2 separate regions of the Hordeum vulgare genome follow, and region 1 is linked to region 2. A link is a contact called in public Hi-C data. All regions are on one chromosome and are shown on one strand. The core of a region is the stretch at or near the end of the contact, and the rest is flanking DNA. Distances in the headings are between cores, read along the strand shown.

Evidence for each region. A called contact is a pair of places that touch in the nucleus more often than the background predicts.
Region 1: a contact with region 2 is called in a Hi-C map of seedling, with 3 times the contacts expected there. The contact joins the promoter of LOC123399992 here to the promoter of LOC123399988 in region 2. A contact is called at or near these places in 2 of 6 Hi-C or Micro-C datasets (leaf and seedling).

Annotation. Positions count from the first base shown.
Region 1 is chr5H:494,973,127-494,978,979 of MorexV3_pseudomolecules_assembly, forward strand. LOC123399992 (flap endonuclease GEN-like 1) reads left to right here and starts at 2,211. Exons shown (of 8, transcript XM_045094382.1): 1 at 2,211-2,522; 2 at 2,822-3,019; 3 at 3,285-3,455; 4 at 3,555-3,736; 5 at 3,835-4,084; 6 at 4,461-4,596; 7 at 4,784-5,307; 8 at 5,493-5,853. The coding sequence starts at 2,319. The coding sequence ends at 5,765. It overlaps LOC123399991 (SPX domain-containing membrane protein OsI_32082-like), which reads right to left and starts at 1,148. Exons shown (of 6, transcript XM_045094380.1): 1 at 1,041-1,148; 2 at 864-935; 3 at 638-758; 4 at 240-551; 5 at 12-119. The coding sequence starts at 916.
Region 2 is chr5H:494,764,525-494,770,380 of MorexV3_pseudomolecules_assembly, forward strand. It overlaps LOC123399988 (DEAD-box ATP-dependent RNA helicase 7), which reads left to right and starts at 3,726. Exons shown (of 13, transcript XM_045094378.1): 1 at 3,726-4,258; 2 at 4,703-4,837; 3 at 4,920-5,060; 4 at 5,149-5,260; 5 at 5,372-5,442; 6 at 5,534-5,688; 7 at 5,780-5,856. The coding sequence starts at 3,758.

The sequences.
Region 1 (5,853 bases), core at 961-3,460, 210 kb after region 2:
CTCAAAGAAACCTTCGGAATGGCCAGTGGGTGCTGATCATAGATGTTCAGATAACTTCCTTCGCGCTCCTCGAGATCGCCGAGATTGCGCGACAATGCCCCCACAACAGCTCCAATACCCTACACATAGTTCAAGGCTCTAAACCTCAAATGCTCAAATGGAAACAATTTTGAATTTCAAGTTCACATTTTTGAATTTTGAAAGCAGCACCACTGAAAGGTGTTGGCCAATTAACTCACCACATGCTTGAAAACCTGCTGGAGCTGAGAATAGGGATGATTCGATCTGCTCCTGACATAATAATCCGTGAACTTATACCCGAGACGCTCGTCGAACTTCTTCAGGATCTTCCGGACCGCGTTGGCGTTGAGATCGACGAACTTCAGAAGCCTCACAAGATCATGGCCAACTGCCCTGTAGTCCTCCCTCAGTTCAGTTATCTCCTGAAGAAGTGGAATGTCCTCAAGTACCGCCCTTCGCTTCCCTAGCTCTTCTAGCCGCGCCGCGATCAGCCCTTGCTGTTCTATCATGAACAGCACTATCTTCTCAATCTGAAACAAAGGGGAACAACATGAGATAATCTAAAATGAGAGATTTAAGCTGCGCGAAGCCGATGGAATTATCGACAAGTTAGAACCTCATCGTCGAGCAACTTTGAGAAATCTTTGAGAACGCGTCTTCGGTCGTGATTGCCTTCCTTTGTCTGCTCCGTGTACACCTTCACTCTCGCCTTCAGCAATTTGTAGTTGAAGTAGTACCTGAAAGAAACAAGCAGACATGTGATGTTTCATCAGGACCAAAACAGAGTAGAACAACAGAGGAGACAATTCAAGTTGATCAGAAAATGAGGAAATTTCACATACTCCTCCCATCCTGGAACCTGGTCCGTTGTTAGTTTCTTGGAAAACTTCACCATTTTTGCTCAGATTGTATACCTACAAGGCGAGGAAATAATTTCCTGTCAGAAAGAGGAAATAACCAAAAATCAGATAAGAACTGAGTAACTTGGCAATAAGAACTGATTGTATAATCAGGTGAACCTTTCTCAGAATGGAGCTAGAAAACTAATGATCACTTCTTGGGCTCCTCCTTGAACGGATTCTTTGTGGTGAAAGTGGATGGGTGGTGTGCTACTATGTGCTCACTAATTCACTATATATAGCTTTCCACCGGGGAAGCATTCCGGCAGGCTGGATGAGCTGATTGATAAGATCCATGATACAAATAGGTGGAAATCAAGTCTGATACGTACAGCTGGGCAGGATAATTATATATGTATTTTTCACTATCATATCCATTAACTTCTCCATGGATTAAATCATACTCCCTCCGTTCCATAATATAAGTCTTTTTAGATATTTCACTAAAGGACTACATACGGATGTATATAGACATACTTTAGAGTGTAGATTCACTCATTTTGTTTTGTATGTAGTCCCTTAGTGAAATCGCTTAAAAGACTTATATTTAGGAACGGAGGGAGTAGTAGTGTTAGGTCCAGCCAACAATCACCTTGTCTGACTTTTGTGGTGATATTGTATGAAAGTATTCGGCCGAACCTTTCCCTGATCCTATTGAGAAATATTCGTCAAGCAACCGACCTAGCAAACACATTACATACCCGCAAAATAAAGTAAAATAAAATAAAATTAGGCACACATTTATTTTCATTTTCCTCTGGCCAAATACATAATGCCGAGGACCACTACTACATGGCTCATCATATCCACATACATCTAATTCCGTTTGTTTTACTTTTTGAGAGGCTCACAACTGTTTTCTTTTCTCGAACATTGGAGTTGACAATCATAGTTTAGTGCTTCAGGAAATGAAAGCAAACAAAAGTCAGTCCTTTGTTTTTTTGCAAGGGAGGAAAGAATTATAATAACAGCACAACCTACAGAGCATGATACAGTCAGGTGCATCTGTCAATTCAAAGATTAAAAAGAGATACAAAAAAGGATTTTATTTTTGTTGCGATTTATACATACAAGAATTCACGTTTTGCAATTAACCAGAAGGATCTATTCTTTTTTTAGTTGCTGATGATTTTTTTTGAGTAAAGTTGCTGATGAATTTGAGCAGTTCAGAAAAAAACATTTCAGTTCCTGGCGCAAACGCAACCGCTTCAGGTTTTTTAATCGAACGGCCGCAACCTGTCGTCTCGCGGCCCACTTGGCACTGGCACCGAGAGCCGACCCACCCAACGGCCCATTAGCCGCAGCGGCGAGACCCGCGATTCGCTGAGCCCGAGCGCCCTAGGCTAGAACCCCCGCCGTGTCCGGCGACGACGACGACGCCGGCGAAGAGGAGACGAGATGGGCGTGGGCGGCAGCTTCTGGGACCTCCTGAAGCCGTACGCGCGGCAGGAGGGTCCGGGGTACCTCCACGGCCGCCGCGTCGCCGTCGACCTCTCCTTCTGGATCGTCTCCCACAGCACCGCCATCCGGGCGCGCTCCCCGCACGCGCGCCGCCCCCACGTCCGCAACACCTTCTTCCGGACGCTCTCGCTCTTCGCCAAGGTCGGTTCGGTTTCCTCCCTCCCTCCCGCCTCTCCCTTCGGCCTCCCTCCCCCATCTCCTCTCTGGATTCTACTCGTAGTTCCTCGTCGATCTCTCCCGTCTGCTGATGCTCCCCGGCGATTGGTCTCCTGCATTGAGGTATTGGGACATCCTGCGTCCCGCAGTGGTCGTCCGGCGCTGTTCAAGCGCCAATCTTGGAGATGCGGCCGCGGCCCAATCTGTGTTGGGAATACTCCTTTGTGTTTGATTCCTCTGTTTTTTTGACTCACCGGTCGGATTTGTTTTCTGAACTGCTGCAGATGGGTGCTTTCCCGGTGTTCGTGGTGGACGGTGAGCCGTCGCCGCTCAAGTCGCAGGCCAGGGCTGCGCGCTTCTTCCGAGGCTCTGGGGTGGACCTGCCTGCTTCGTCGAGCGCCGAGGCGGAAGGGGAGGCCAGTGCCCCGGCGCCGGTGAAGGCGAGAAACGCTATCTTCACACGATGCGTTAAGGACTGCGTGGTCAGTGCCCATGTGTTTGCAAATGTTGTCTTCATCTTTTCAAGATTCAGAATTTAATTTTGGTTCAGAAAGCTTGACTGAAATGCAATGTATTAACACTAAAAGATGATCCTTTGTGTGTGTTTATAAGCCTTTGAGACATTTCGTTAGTAGTTCATGTAAGTTTCCAATCTATGTTTGCTGAGGCATTTCGGTGCTCTAGGATTACTATTGGAAACAGGTAAAGTTTCTATCTTTGACAGTATTCATTTTATGTGACGCATAGGAATTGCTTGAAAATCTTGGAATGCCAGTATTGTGGGCAAAGGGTGAAGCAGAAGCCCTTTGCGCTCAGTTGAACAATGAGGGTGAGGTGGATGCCTGCATTACTTCAGACAGTGATGCTTTTCTCTTTGGAGCCAAGACTGTCATAAAAGTGATGCGGTCGAATTGTAAGGTAGGCAGCCTGTTATACTTCTTAGTTCTTATACCATGAGATGAATGATTTGCTCCACTTCCCCTGTACCATGGTGCGATGATCCGGAATTTCTTTCAGGAACCTTTCGAGTGCTACAACATAGCAGATATTGAGTCTGGGATTGGATTGAAGAGGAAACAAATGGTAGCCATGGCACTTCTTATTGGCAGTGACCATGATTTGCATGGCGTGCCTGGTTTTGGTGTTGAGACTGCACTTCGATTTGTGCGGTTATTTGATGAAGATCAGATTTTGGATAAGTATGTTTCATACTTTGATGAGAGATTCTTGTAATATGTAGCATAATGAGTTGCCCAACATTGCATTTCCGAACCCGATCTTATTTCTCCTTCTCCAGATTACATGAAATTGGTAAAGGAATCTATCCATTCCTAGAAGGATTTGACAAGGCCCATGTCGATGATCTACCATCACCATCCACAAAGAGCCCACCAGTTGCGAGATCGCCTCACTGCTCACACTGTGGTCACCCCGGTAGCAAGAAAAATCACAGCAAGACTGGATGCAATTATTGCTTGGTGGATTCTTTAGAATTTTGCATGGAAAAACCAGCTGGTTTCGTATGTGAATGTCCTAGCTGTGAAAAGGTAATCTCACTTGATCTACTGTAAAGCATAACCTTCTCGGCAGTGTATTCCACAGTTCAGAACACGTGTATTTTATAATTGACAATGCCTGATTTGGACAAAAACTGTTCCTTAAGCCTGTCCAAGGTTGTTTGATAGCACTACCCTCAGGCCTCAGCTGCTAATTTGTGTCCGCATACCTGTATATATTATCTTTATTGAATTATGCACAAAAACTGGTTTCTTGACTTGTTCACTGTCAATAATGCTTCTGATGTTTTCTGTTCAATCAAATAAAATGTAGTACTGTAGTATACAGTGCTTATTCCTTCCCTTCAAATGGTTTATGGGTCGTAGTTATCTTTATTAAGAGTATCTTTGTTGGAATCAATTTTAGGTGCGTGATCTGAAAGCACAGAAAAGACATGAGAATTGGCAAATCAAGGTGTGCAAAAGATTAGCTGCTGAGACAAATTTCCCAAATGAGGAGATAATTAGATTGTATCTATGTGATGACAATTTCGATACTAAAGGTAAAAGTTAAGAACACTGCTTTTAATATTTCTCGATTTCACCTGCACTTGAGAGTGAAGCTTCTGAACTTGCTGCAAGTGCCAGTTATATTATCCATACTTTGTTCTTCACTATTTAAGTACATGAGAATCTGTTGATTGTCCTCATCGATATGTACTAAGTGAGTCATCATTGTGCTGTCTGCAGAAAGTGGTGATCGAAAGCTTGAGTGGACCGAGCCTAAAGTTGATGATTTGGTTGACTTGCTAGCTTATATGCAGAACTGGGAACCGTCGTATGTCCGACAGCACATGCTCCCTATGCTATCAACTATATATTTGCGCAGAATGGCTTCATCTCCGTGTAAATCATTGCTTCTCTGTGACCAATATGAGTTCCATTCGATTCAGCGCATTAAGATAAAACATGGCCACCCTTATTACTTGGTCAAATGGAAGAGGGCCACTGGTGGTATTCTTTCTGGTGGTGCGTCTCACAGGAAACCAGAATTAGATGGGGAGAGTCATGCTGAGGTAGTGGTTTTGGACGATGACGAGGAGGAAGAGGAGGAGGAGGCAACGGTGAATATTGAATCTTCTGACTCGTTGGATGAGCCAGATCTGCCACAAGTACTCAGGGATGATGATCAAGTATTTCTATTGACCGATGAAGATATACAGCTCGTGAATGCTGCATTTCCTAACGATGCACGGCAGTTTCAGGAAGCGCAGGTACGCATCGATTACTTCCCTTCTTCCCTGTGGATGAGAAGTAAAATCACGATGATGCTTCCTGGACATTATACTGAGCTACATTTGCATTATATCTTTTTTTTCGCGGTTTTACATTTGCAGTATATCTGAACTTACATTTATCTCTTGAACACTGGTTAAAATATCCACTGAATTGGTCGCAGAGGCTGAAAGATGCAAAATCAAGATCACGGAAATCCAAGCTGAGCCTAGCAGAGAGCATGTTGGAGACACCTAAGGGCCCAAGACCCAGCGGGGTTCAGCTCAGCATCAAGGAGTTCTACCGGTCGAAGAAAGCGGCAGGAGACGATGCCGGGAAGAAGCCACTCGTCGAGGGCGAGACGTCGACATCGAGAGCTGGCACGAGAAAATCCCCACCGGTGGACCTGACAAAAAGGATACCCAAGTCCCTGCGACGGCGCCTGCTCTTCGACTGAGACAGCCTGCAGTTGGGTTCTCCTGACGGTACTCTTGCTTCCACTGCTGTACATGCTCTTGGTGAATGTGTTAGTGTTTCTCTTGCGC
Region 2 (5,856 bases), core at 2,476-4,975:
TGAGCAAGCTCACGAGATACAATCATTTGCTAGAGAACTTGAGCACTTCAATTGTATGCTACCGGACAAGTGTGTTGTCGGAGGCATCATCACTAAGTTTCCTCCGTCGTGGAGGAACTTTACTACCTTACTGAAGCATAAGAGGAGGAATTTTCCGTTTTGGATCTCATTAGCACTCTTGATGTGGAAGGAAAGGCGAGAGCAAAAGACACACATGCTCGAGGTATTGAGGGAGGATCTAGTGCCAATCTCGTACAAAAGAAAAACTTCCAGCCCCACAATTTCAAGAACAAGGGCAAGTTTGATGGTAAGGGAAAGTTAGATGGGAAGAATAAGGCTTCGTAGCACACCAACTTCAAGAAGAAGACTGACAAGAAGAAAGGTGTTTGTCATGTCTAGGGAGATCCTTATCATTGGGCAACCAGCTGCCCTAACCGTTATGACGAGCGTCAACATGGGAAAGGCGACAAGACCGCTAGTGTTGTCATTGGTGACACTGACGTGAAGGATGCTGGGTATGGTATATTTTTCACTATTCTTTCAGTATGTCATTTCCCCGATTGGTTGGTTGACACGGGTGCTAATGTGCGTGTATACGGTGATATTTCCATGTTTTCGTCTTATTAGACCGTAGGGACTTCCGTCGTGCTGATGGGCAACAATTCAAGTGCTTATGTTCGTGGTGTTGGCACGGTCGATCTGAAGTTTACTTCGGGGAAGATCGTGCGGCTGAATAATGTGCATTTTGTCCCCTCCGTCAATAAAAATCTTGTTAGCGGATCTCTTCTGTGTAGAGATGGCTACAAGCTTGTCTTTGAGTCAAATAAATTTGTAATATCCAAGTATGGAACTTTTGTTGGTAAAGGCTATGAGTCATGAGGCCTGTTCCGTTTATCCTTGACATATATTTGCAATAAAGTTGTCAATCATGTTTGCAACAATAGTGAATCAAATGTGTGGCATTCGCGTCCCGTGTCATGTTAATTTTGGTTGCATGTCGCGACTAGCCAAATTGAACTTAATCCCTAGTTTCACCACTATCAAGGGATCTAAGTGTCAAGTTTGTGTGCAAGCTAAGCAACCTTGTAAGTCTCACACGACTCCCGAAACAAGAAACCTTGCACTACTAGAGCTCATACATTTAGATATATGTAAAATGAATGGCATTTTGACGAAAGGTGGAAAGAAATATTTCATGACATTAATTGATGACTCCACTAGATACTGCCAAGTGTATCTTCTAAAATCTAAGGATGAGGCTTTGAACTATTTCAAGATATATAAAGCTGAAGCGGAAAACCAACTTGATCGAAAGATCAAGAGGCTTAGGTTCGATCGTGGCGGAGAGTATTTCTCAAATGAATTTGATTCTTTCTGTGCGAAACATGGTATAATCCATGAGAGGACGCCTCCCTATTCACCTCAGTCAAATGGGATAGCCGAAAGAAAGAACCGTACACCAACTTATTTGGTTAACGTCATGTTAGACACATCGGGTCTCTCCAAGGCATGGTGGGGGGAGGCGATATTGACTACATGTCATGTCCTAAACCGAGTTCCCACAAAGAACAAAGAGATAACTCCATTCGAGGAATTGGAGACAAAAAGGTTAAAACTCTCTTATCTACGGACCTAGGGTTGTTTGACGAAAGTCAATGTGCCAATTCCGAAGAAGCGCAAGCTAGGACCAAAAATTGTGGATTGTGTTTTCCTGGGATATGCTTTTCATATCATTGGATATAGATTATTGGTTGTAAAATCTGAGGTATCTGACATGCATGTCGGTACAATCATAGAGTCGAATGATGCGAATTTCTTCGAAGATATCTTTCCCATAAAGGATATGTCTACCTCATCTAATCAGGAGAAGCCTAATTCATCGAATCATGAATTAGTTACAATTACTGAACCTACCATTTCGATGGAACACTTTGAAATTATGTGGAGGAGAACAATGAAGTTCCTACGAGGAGCAAGAGACATAGGACTGCAAAGTCCTTTGATGATGATTTTCTTGTGTATCTCATAGATGACACTCCCAGTTCTATTTCATAGGCCTATGCATTTGAAGATGTTGACTACTAGAAGGAAGTGGTCCGTAGTGAGATCATGCACCCCTTCACTGCTGTGGCCATAATCGTAACTACATTCGGCTTCAGGTGCAGTCACCGGCTTCAGCACGGGGAGCAGTAAGGCGGCAGGATTATATCCCTTGCGCCCGCAAGCTTTTAACACTGCACCCACTGGTCGTCCCGCTCTATGTGCTTCAGATAAAAGTAAATATTTGAACTCGACCGGGTCCATAATGCATGAACACCGATGGTATGTGTTTCAATATTAAACCCTAAACATCCGGCCAGCCATTATGTCAACTGACTAATAGACCATGTTTCACGGGAAGTCACTCGCACCTCAATGTATTGAAATTCACTAAGATCACCTCCCATCTCATTTGTTTGAACAGTAGCAGGACCATAGTGAAAAACCTAACTTCACTAAATCAGACATCTCTGTTGACTTCAAAAATTATTCAACAAGGACAAAATTTAGAAAAGGGACAAACCTAATTTTTCCGAATCAACTAAAAATTAGAAGACCTAAATATATTTTCCAGATCTACCGGAGCGGCTAAAATGATTAAACAACTTAATTGACATTTTCCGAATTAACTAAAAATTATAAAACCTAAATATATTTCCCAAATCTACCGGAGCATCTAAAAGTTATTCAACAACGCCATGGGAACAAATGTTGAATTTTACCCTTGAAGCGTGCGAAGGAACGATAAACGACGAACGACGAACACCACCACCTCCAACTCCATCACAACCACAACCTTCACCCACACTCCACCACCCCCCCGCCACCACCACCTCCACCTCAACCTCCACCACCAGCACCAAAAAATGGTCAACACAACCAGTACGAACTACCCCATCGCGAGTGGGACGAATGGTTTGACTGCCCTAACCCTATACAATACAAGTATGGTGGAAAATGTGAGAAAAAACGTCTAGGATTTAGTGTAGAGATGAGAGAGTTTTCGGATGGGAAGAGAAGAAAGAGGAGAAGGAGAGAAAGAAAGAGATAACGAGGAGGAGGAGGAGGAGGAAGAAGGGGAGGGAGGTAGTTGGCTCCGGCCTCGCCAAGGTCGAAAAGCCTATCGGTCACGCCAAGGCCGACTCGTCACCATCCTGACCGAGTTGGCGGGAGCGACGTGGCCCGGCCAATAATCGGCTACCACGTGGCCGACTAGGGGCGCTCGGCTACTGCTAGGCCGACTGAAGCGGCTTCGATTAGGCTGAGGCCGTTATATTTTTGTTTTTTTAAATGATGCAATATTTTTAAAAACAATAAAAAAGTGCAATATTTTAAAAAAATTAGCATGCTCTAAAGGGTGCCCGAGGAACCGCTCTAAGCAGGAGACAGGTCCCACGCATTCCACCGTGGACGATTCACGAAACACAACGGCCCCTCTCATAAAAGGAAGAAAAAAAAAAAACAAAACGCAACGGCCACGCATGCCGCAAAATATCTCCACCGCTTGGCCGGTGGCGCCCCACCTGTCATCACCTCCGGCGAACAACCCCCTGTCCCCACCTGTCAGCGACACACGGCCTAGGGTTTCATCCCCCGCGTCGTAACTACATAAACCTCTCGACCGCGGACCTCTCCTCCCCCTCTTTTCCCGGCTGCGCATCCCTTGCCAGCCTCCCACCCTCCCCACCCCCCCGCCGCCGCCGCCCCCGCCCCGTCGATGCCTTCCATCGCCGCCGTCCCTGAGCCCATGGCCGTCGACGACTCCGCCTCCAAGAAGGCCAAGCGCAAGCAGCTCAAGGCCGAGGCCGCCGCCGCCGAGGCAGCCGCCGCCGCCGCCGCCGCCTCCGGCAAGAAGGAGAAGAAGGACAAGAAAGACAAGAAGCGGAAGATCAAGGAGCCGGCCTCCTCCGACGAGGAGGGCCAGAGCAGCACCAGCTCCGAGTCGGAGCCGGCGCCCGCCGCCAAGAAGGCCAAGAAGGAGAAGAAGGACAAGAAGGCCAAGGCCGAGGAGCCGGCCAACGACGATGGGGAGCTCACCGCCAGCGGCGAGGAGGAGGAGCCCGCCGACCCCAACGCGCTCGCCAACTTCCGGATTTCCGAGCCGCTCAAGGACAAGCTCAAGTCCAAGGGCATCAACGCGCTCTTCCCCATCCAGGCCACCACCTTCGGCCTCGTCCTCGACGGCAAGGACCTTGTCGGCCGGGCGCGCACCGGACAGGTCAGTGTTCCTCTCATCCTCTTGTCTCATTTGGCTGGTTGATTTGTCACTTGATTGATTGATTTAGAGTAGGAACTAGGTGTAGCTAGGTTATACTGTAGTTTCCTCTGCGCTTACATTGTTTTAAAGAGAATAAATCTCTAATTTGTGACCATGATCATTGCTAGAATTCCATGGATTAGAGGAGAATGGTTGTTCCTGTTTCGGAATGGCACGCCTTTTGTTCACATGGGACAGTTTTATGCAATTATTGTTATTAGGAAAGTGGTAATATTTAACAGTAGTTCATAAGGTCTGTGCAGTGCAACATTGCTTGTAGTTATCGTTCTAGGTGTTCTTTCTGACCCTAAGAAGCAACCATTTTGGCGGCCTAGACATGAGGATCAGTTTGTGTTTGTGCCCATGTGATCTTTCCTAAAAAAACTGTTTTCATGTTGATTGTAGGGGAAAACGCTTGCTTTTGTTCTACCCATATTGGAATCATTGGTTAATGGGCCACACAAGGCAACCAGAAGGACTGATTACGGCAGGCCTCCGAGCGTTTTGGTTCTGCTGCCAACCAGAGAGCTAGCCAATCAGGTATGCACTACTTTCTGATTCTCAAGGAAGATAGATCCTTCCTCTAAATCCTCTGTGATCTGATATTCCCAACAAAATTCAGGTGCATGCTGACTTCGAGTTCTATGGTGGAACATTTGGGCTCTCTACATGCTGTGCTTATGGAGGTTCCCCCTATCGCCCTCAAGAGAATGCATTGAGAAACGGGGTTGACATTGTTGTTGGGACTCCTGGCCGTGTCAAGGTACTTTTCCGCTATGTTGATCCTGGTTCATTTGCTCTATATCTCTCTTAATTTGTTCTAATGCTCGCTACATCACTTCCTTGAGCAGGATCTTATTCAAAAGAACAAACTCAACTTGTGGTGCTTGAAATTCCGTGTCCTTGATGAGGCTGATGAAATGCTTAACATGGGGTTTAAGGACGATGTTGAGCTTATTCTTGGTATGTCTACATCCTTGTAATACTACTAGGTGTTCTTTCTACGAAGTTGTCTGTATGGTGTCGCATCTAACTTGCCCAACTTAATCCAAATTCCTTCACTGTTTTAAACAGGCAAGGTTGAAGATGTTACTAAAGTACAGACGCTTCTGTTCAGTGCTACTCTACCTGATTGGGTAAAGAAGGTATGAACCACTTTGGCAAGATATGGTACTTCTGTTGATAATCTTCTTCTTGACAAGCATGTGAACTGACTATACTGTGGAATGATTGTAGCTCTCAATGAGCTTCCTGAAAGCCGACAGGAAAACAGTTGATCTTGTTGGCAATGAGAAAATGAAAGCTAGTGCATCTGTTAGGCATCTTGCTCTTCCTTGCAACAAGGCCGCAAGGTCACAGATTATTCCAGACATCATAAAATGCTACAGCCAGTATGTACTTCTACCAAATGATCATCCTGTTCGCAGATAGACTAATGCAAACCTCACAAGTTCTTACTGTATTTTTAATCTCTGGTTTCAGTGGAGGACGTACCATTATTTTCACCGAGACAAAAGAATCTGCATCTGAGCTCTCTAGTTTGATTCCTGGATCCCGTG